2 separate regions of the Mus musculus genome follow, and region 1 is linked to region 2. Evidence: chromatin contacts called from public HiCAR-type data. All regions are on one chromosome and are shown on one strand. The core of a region is the stretch at or near the end of the contact, and the rest is flanking DNA. Distances in the headings are between cores, read along the strand shown.

Evidence for each region. HiCAR-type assays count read pairs that join an accessible place to other places.
Region 1: a HiCAR-type map of kidney shows a contact between it and region 2, with 2.3 times the contacts expected there. The contact joins two enhancer-like sites. A contact is called at or near these places in 2 of 39 promoter capture datasets (the 3T3-L1 cell line and embryonic stem cells) and 1 of 115 datasets of contacts at active chromatin or transcription factors (kidney).

The regions. Positions count from the first base shown.
Region 1 is chr13:108,627,202-108,630,958 of GRCm38.p6, forward strand. No RefSeq gene overlaps it. Among named protein-coding and RNA genes, the nearest start is that of Pde4d, 25 kb to the right of the region's middle. Within about 2 kb of position 1,465, at least 2 of the 459 cell types and tissues checked have an H3K27ac peak or open chromatin away from gene starts, as enhancers often do. A contact at or near this core is called in kidney, where this site is marked.
Region 2 is chr13:108,447,315-108,451,171 of GRCm38.p6, forward strand. Gm32450 (a long non-coding RNA gene) reads left to right here. Exons shown (of 6, transcript XR_873945.1): 6 at 1,349-1,583. Among named protein-coding and RNA genes, the nearest start is that of Gm32450, 12 kb to the left of the region's middle. Within about 2 kb of position 2,232, at least 47 of the 459 cell types and tissues checked have an H3K27ac peak or open chromatin away from gene starts, as enhancers often do. A contact at or near this core is called in kidney, where this site is marked.

The DNA.
Region 1 (3,757 bases), core at 215-2,714, 180 kb after region 2:
AAAATGTAGTCATGAAATATCTTTGAGTACTTAATGCCCAACGTTTATTCTCAGGGCTTCCTGACAGGGTCTTTACGTGTTAGAGTCTCTGCAATGGAATGGGTGCCAATCAAAAGGCATATAACTGGAGAAGCTGAAGCAGGGTGAACCAAATGGATTTGTGCCCAGTCTGTTGCTTGGGTGGGGGTGGAGAATTCCAAGTGGCAAGTGCAAAAGTCAATGTATTAGAGGGAAAATTTAAAAATTTTTCTCCAAATGTTTCTTTTTGGTTTATCTTTGTTTACCAGATTAACTACAGACTTGTATTATTTGTCTCTTACGATGTTTTGATTAGGTGTTTTGGGTTTGTTTTGGCTTTTGTTGTTTTCCTGTCAACTTGACCCAAGGCAGAATTACCCTACAAGATAAAACCACAGTTGAGAAAATGCCTCCTCCATCAGATTGACCTGTGGGGAAAAAGATGTTTTCTTGATCAATGATTGATATGGGAAGGCCCAGCCCAGTGTGGGTGGTGCCACCCACTCCTGGACAGCTAGCACTGGGCTATGTAAAAAACAAACTGCGCAAACCATAAGGAGTATACGAGTCAGCTAGATGTTTCTCTGTGGTCTCTCCATCAGCTCTGGACTCCAGATTTCCTGCTATGACTTCCCTTCACGATGAAAGATGAAATAAACGCTTTCCTCCCTGAGTTGCTTTTGGTCACAGTGTTGATCAGAGTGGTAGAAAGCAAAGTAAGACACTCTCGACATGTAGACAGTACAGAAATTATTTGAGGGTTTTTAGTTTTTTGCTCTTCTCGGCTTTGGGCTTGTTGCTGGAGATCCAGCAAGCAGGTGGTGACCTGTCAAGGGTCACACTCTGGTGGCTTGGTCATATAGACAGTGAGTACTACAGTGTTTGATAAGGGAGAGAGAAAGAATGGGAAAGGTGGGCGTGTCCCACCGGGTGCTGAGAATGAAGAGGGGCTTTGAGACAGGGCAATATGAGAGTGCTCTATCATGTGTCAAAATGATGGCGCACTCCAGCTAGACATAGATGGGGTTGGGTGGTGGGTGACGACTCTGGGAAATAACGACAGTAAATTCCAAACAGTACTATTTGGCATTAAGGCATTTTGGTAGATGGGAAGCACCAGAGAACAGAAATATTAGATCAGAAATTCTAACCAATTATTGTGATGAAAGCAGGGTACCACAGAGGCATTCACCCTTACCTAAAGCCTGTGTGAGCCTTAGGAGGATTTTGTGGCAGATACTCGGAATATTCCCTTGGCAGTCACTGTTCTTTCAGAAGGTGACAGCTAAATGTTACCTCAACTACAGGGACAAAGAACTATACATTAAGGCAGGTCTGAGACACCAGGAGTTGACACCTGGGGAGCAGCCCTCTAGGAGGGAGTGATCCATGGTTGAGTCTTTGCTTGGTATGGTCTGAATGACCCTAAGGGATTGAGTTCCACTGCGCACAAGAGTTATTCAATCATTTACACACTAGTCCTGGCTTCCCTCCTAGCTCTGCCATGCTTCCACAGCCCTGGCATTTCTCTCCTGGAATTGCTTCTCCAAAAATACTTGCTGTCGAATGATTAACTCTGGATCTAGTTTTGGTGAAACAGGTTTTGGCTGCCAGGGGGAACACAGCAAGATAGTGCCAGACTCAAGAGCAATTCCAAAGTGTGTAGAAATGACCAATCTGAGTGTAATCTGAATAGAAGGAAAGGAATCTTAGATTGCTCAAGGTATATGGTATTTGGGGGTGGGGGTGGGGGTGTCTGAGAACCGACTATATAAAGAATGGAGAAGGTTAATAGGGCTTTTGGTGAAATATGAGGGATTTGGATCTGTGATCCTTTGGGGAGGTAGTAATGCGGATTTCAGGGGACAGGCTAGTTTGGGGGCCACACTGGAAGCTGAGTCTCAGTCCACAGAATTCAGAGTAGCTGTGGGGATGGGTGTGCTCGCTCAGATGCTGAACGGGAGAAAGAACCCCACAGGGACTTTGCAATGGGATAAAGTTAGACTTATAAGGCAGAACCTGCCAAAGGGAAGTGTGGTTGGTCTGGAAGACTGGCTAAGGGCACATAGGAGAGAAACCCGATAGAGAGAGACTTGTGTCAGGAGTGGGAGGAGGCAAGCAGCAGGAAGCTGCCTCAAGGCTTTCATTGGGAGAATCTTAGCTGCTGTCCTGTTAATTTGGACCAATTAGCTGCCTCTTATGAGGCTATGCCAGTGTATGGCAAATACAGAAGTGGATGCTCATTGTCATCTATTGGATGGATCACAGGGCCCCCAATGGAGGAGCTAGAGAAAGTACCCAAGGAGCTGAAGGGGTCTGCAACCATATAGGTGGAACAACAATATGAACTAACCAGTACCCCCAGAGCTCGTGTCTCTAGCTGCATATGTATCACAAGATGGCCTAGTCGGCCATCTCTGGGAGGAGAGGCCCCTTGGTATTGCAAACTTTATATGCCCCAGCACAGGGGAACGCCAGGGCCAAGAAGTGGGAGTGGGTGGGTAGGGGAGCAGGGCACGGGGAGGGTATAGGGGACTTTCGGGATAGCATTTGAAATGTAAATGAAGAAAATATCTAATAAAAATTTGAGAAAAAAAAAGAAATATAGGAGTGTCTCTCCCACTTAAAAAGTTTCATTACTTGAAAACAGATGAACCAAGCGTTGCTTAGGAGAGGGATTGTTCTAATGGCTAGATAAGAGTAATTTCTAATTATAGATAAGCATGACTTGGTTGGCACACTAAAGAATGCTGCCCTCCATTTAGAAGATTTGTGTGAAATTGGATACTTAAAAAGCCTTTAGATTTACTCTAGTCATTGTATAAGAATTTTCTTTCCAAGCTTTTGTTGTTGGTGTTGCTCATTTTTATTTCTGTTTTAATTAGCACATATTTTAATTTTATGTTGCCCAAAAAATAAGGTTTAATCTCATGCCTGATGGTCCTATTACTTTTGAATAGCAATTTTACTTTCTATAGTCTACTTAGTGTGATTTTGCAGGGGTGGGGGCGGGGAGCAGGCGGAATGGAGGCAGGAAGATCTATGTCAAGAGTTGATTTTAGTTGACTAGTATCATGACTTCCACAGCTTATTCTTTAAGATTCTTACTTCTCTGTGCCCAAGGTTCTTCACTCGTAAAATGGAGATAATAATATAACCTCGGTGGGTTATTGTAGTACGATACAGGTTAATTTATATAACGTGATTAAAACTTACCTGCCAAAGAGTCTTAATAATTATGTTATTTCCTTATATATCATTGCTTTAATATTACATGTGTTCGGTTTTTTTTTATTTCTATTTATTACTCCTTACTATTATTGAAATCAAAGAGACAGCTAATACTGGAATACTGACTGAAGTAGAAAAATGGTTAGTAGTCCAACTGTTTGTTAGTGGGTTTTTTTTTCTTACATTTATCACTTGTTAATGCTACTGAAAAAGGAGAAACACTTTGTTGTAAAGGAAAACTGATTCAACCACTAAACAGAAGACCAGACATTGTCTCTCAGTTCCTCTGTCAACCATGTGGGACTGGGCAGGTCCACTCATTTTGAATTCACTTTTCTCGATTTTAACATGTGGAGGTGGGAAGAGCAAATCTTTTGAGTCCAGGCTTTTTTTGAACGTTGTGAAAAACTCTTTTTTTTTTTATTCTTTGAGTACTGGTTTAAACAGCACTCTTAACCATAGCATGTTTTTCCCTAAGGGAAAGATAAATGTTCAAAGAAGAGAAATT
Region 2 (3,857 bases), core at 982-3,481:
ACCCAAAGATACCAGCGGTGAGTGTAGAATGGTTTACTTGAATTGCAGCAGGGACCCCCCCCCCCCCAACCCCCGAGCTTAGCTGTGTGCTTAGAAGCTCCCAGGGATGAAATACCTTAGGAAGACAAGGAACTCTTATAGAAGGCAAAGAACTCTCAGGCATCAGCTTTTTACCTATTCCCAAGGTTTGACCCTGTGTGAGGCACTTTCTCCCTGCAGTGGAGGGGGCAGGAGCGGTTGGAGCTGGAAGCTTTAACCATTTCAGTTCCACTAGGCTGGAGCTGATGCTTTCCTGATGAAATCTAAGAGGTTGCCAACCAACATGCTGTTTGAGCGAATGCTTGAAGATACAGCTGCATGGAAATTCCCTTAGAAAAGGTATAGAAAAAAAATATAGCCAACATCAGAAACTATCAGGGGCCTGCAGATCACTACATATGAGTTGCTAGAATGGCTACCACATAAAACCAGGTAAGTGGTAGCAAATGTGGGCAAGGATACAGAGAAGAGTGAATCCTTGTATGCTATTGATGGGTAGGCTGATTGTTCATAAAGAAATGACCATTCAAACTACATGAGCCAGCAGCCTCTCTATCAAGTCATACATGCAATCAGTCGCTGCCCATGAGACTGATGCCTTCATGGCCACCACAGCATCACTCATCATAGGCAATAATCAAAGAAACTCAAATTCTGAATATATAAAAACAGTAGGAAAATGGGGAAAATGGAAAGACAAGGGACCGAAGAGTACAACTTTGAGTCTTGTGGAGGAAGAAAATGTAGCCAGTGTGCAGCATAAAGACTAGAGTTAATAGCCTTACTTTATATCAGAAATTTGCCAAGAGAGATTTTATGTATTTTTACCAACACACACACACATACACACACACACACACACACACACACACACACACACACACACAGGCACACTGTTGTGAGATGGAGGGGTATATCAATTTACTTGGTTGTAGCAATCATTTTACTATGTATATATGAGTCAAAAAACCATTTTGTATACATACAATAAAAAGAAAATAAATGGCAAATCCCTATTCCTTTTTGGAGATAGATTCTCTCTCCATCCCCCTTATATGTAGAAACCCTGGAGTTGCCTGGCCTACTCCCAGTCTGTTTCCCAGGTTTTCAGGATACTTTCTTCAGTGAGAACAGCTTGGTTTATTGGTTAGCATGGGCAATATCACAAGTGTTTAACTTCTGTTTCAGAAGGCAAACACGGATGTGTTTACATTGCCCTTTACGAGTTTTCCCACTGGCAAAGCCTTTGGCACGGAACAGGAGAAATGCTAAACAGAATAAATTCCAGCCCGAAGTTCCTTTTCCGCAGATGCCTTTCGGGAAAAATTCTATGAAGTCTGATGACCTTGGAAACCACAGTCGTCATCGAGCAAAGTCCTCCAGGAGCATAGGTCGGTAGTGGGTCCCAAAGTCCCTATTTATGCTTGGAAGAGGAGTGCAGTAGGTAAGATTCTACCTTACAAAATGCGCTGTCACAATCCCTGAATCATTTACATTTCATATGTTACCCCCTTTTGCGGTTTCCCCTCCACAAACCCCCATCCCCTCCCCCTCCCCCTGCTCTATGAGGGTGCTCCTCCACTTTGTTTTAATCACTAAGCCAAAACGACTAGGTCTCACTTCTAAAATGGGTGGTCTTGATTATAAATAAAAATTTGCTAAGGTAAAAATACTGCAGCTGGATTTTGCTTTTAAACATGTGTATATATATGTGTGTGTGTGTGTGTGTGTGTGTGTATACACCACACACACACACACACACACAATATTTAACCTCTAGTAGCAAGAGGTGCAGAGATAAGAAATCCGACAGAGTTAATTTATCAGGCACTATATATAACAGCAGGAAAGCTTCACTTCCAAAAGTATTTTACTTAGGCATCTTTCTTGTTGAAATCTTAAAAGCTGCCCACGTCATTTGATTCCCCACAGCAGGTTATTTCAAGCTCAAGCTGCCGTGTCTCTCCCCTCCCCTGGATCTTCTCTCCATCAGTGAGGTTTGAGCTCCTCTCCTTTGCCAACTAGACGTGTTTAAAAGAAAGTCACTTGAGTCTTATGCTGTCCCTTGGTAAAATTAGGGACATGGAGTAAGAAGGGACCGGTCCACTTGGAGTCCCGGAGTAACGGGGCTCACAGATTCTGAAGTTAATCAGCAGCTAAACGTGACATTGAGAGTAACCTGAGCCAGGCTGTTCTCCCCACCCCTGAGGGACAAGGAGCTGTGGTGAGCAAGCACATTCAGTGCTCACATTGTTACCACATGATCAGGGGAAGAAATATGTATCTTTCAGGAGCTAAATAAAACTCTTTTCAGAGTTCCCATTGCATCCAACATTTTTTTCTTCTTCTTCTGCACAGGACTAAATTTATTTCACAATTCCAAATAGCATTAGAAGAAGGCACAGGATTCTTGTGACTGTGCAAATGCTGCAGCTTTTCCTTCAGAGTGAGTTAAGCATCTCTAACACACTCTCCAGGTCACCATATGACTGCGAGCATGTGGCCCTCCTCGGCCAGGAAGCCATTTAGAACAAACTTACTTATCTGCTTTGGCCAGGCTGGGCTTACTTCCCTCTGTAGCAACTCCTTTCTCTGGAGTCCTCTCTTCTGACATCTGACTGAGGAGCTGGGGGCCTCCTCACCTCCCTGCCTGGATGAATTCTTTGATTTGGACTGGACAGCTTCAAACAGCATGGGATCTACTTTCTCCATAAGGTATGGGGCAAAATTCTGTTGATAGGAGCAGGGTGGTAATGGTAGCAGTGAGTGGAACACTAGCAGCAAAAATAAAAACGATGCTTTCTGATGATACTAGTAGCTAGCATTTGTTTAAGTTTCTTCTTCTTATTATTATTTTTTAAAGGATTTAATTTCATTATATCTTTGTGACTCTTGGTAGCAACCCTTGGGAATGGGTGTTAGAATTCGTCATGCAGGTTTCCAGAAAGGGAAACTGAGGCTTGGAGAGGGTCCTAAAACTTGTTCAAAATGGTAGTTTACAAGAGCCAGGATTTAAATCTAGACTGTTGGTCTTCCATAAGCCACATGTCTACCCACTGGTGGTGAAAAGTGTACCTGTGTGCATTGCAGTGTTGCTGCTATCTGTATCTGACCCTCCTTCCTCATGAAAAAAGCAGGCTGTGTTTTCATCTGTCCTCTTATAGCACGTGTGAACTATAAGGCAGGCTGAATAAAGGTAGCAATGTGCAAACCCCAAGGAAGAACAAATCCTTCCAAATAACTGCTAACCAGGATGATAGTATAATTTGTAACTGATATGGTTATCTTAATTAGAATGCAGTCTGGTTCTTCACAGCCCAGTCAGAGAGTTCATTTGACAGGCGAGTGCAGCGATAGCTAAGGTCTTTCGTTATTATTATTGTTGTTGTTGCTATTTATACAGCACGTGTGCACACACATACACTTGTGCCAGAGACTGCCAGTGCACATATACCTCAGCATGAGTGTGAAAGTCGGGGACAACCTTAGGTGTTGGTCCTTCCCCTTGTTGGAGACAGGGGACAGGTGTCTTGGTTGTTTATCTACAACATGAGTTTCCAGGAATTTTCAGAGAGAGAGTGACGGTCTCTAGCTGTCACTTCCTCAGAGGAGCACTAAGAAGATCACAGACCCTTGCACTGCTTTTTCGTGAGTTTGGGGAATCCAAACTCAGGTCTTTGAAGATCATGTGGCAAAAACTTTTACCCACTAAGCCATCTCCCCAGTTCCAGGTATAAAGTTTAAAGGTTTTGCTTAAGTTTTCCTCTTTGTCACGTCCTGTTACATTTCTAAGTACTTCAGTTGACAAGTAGAAATTC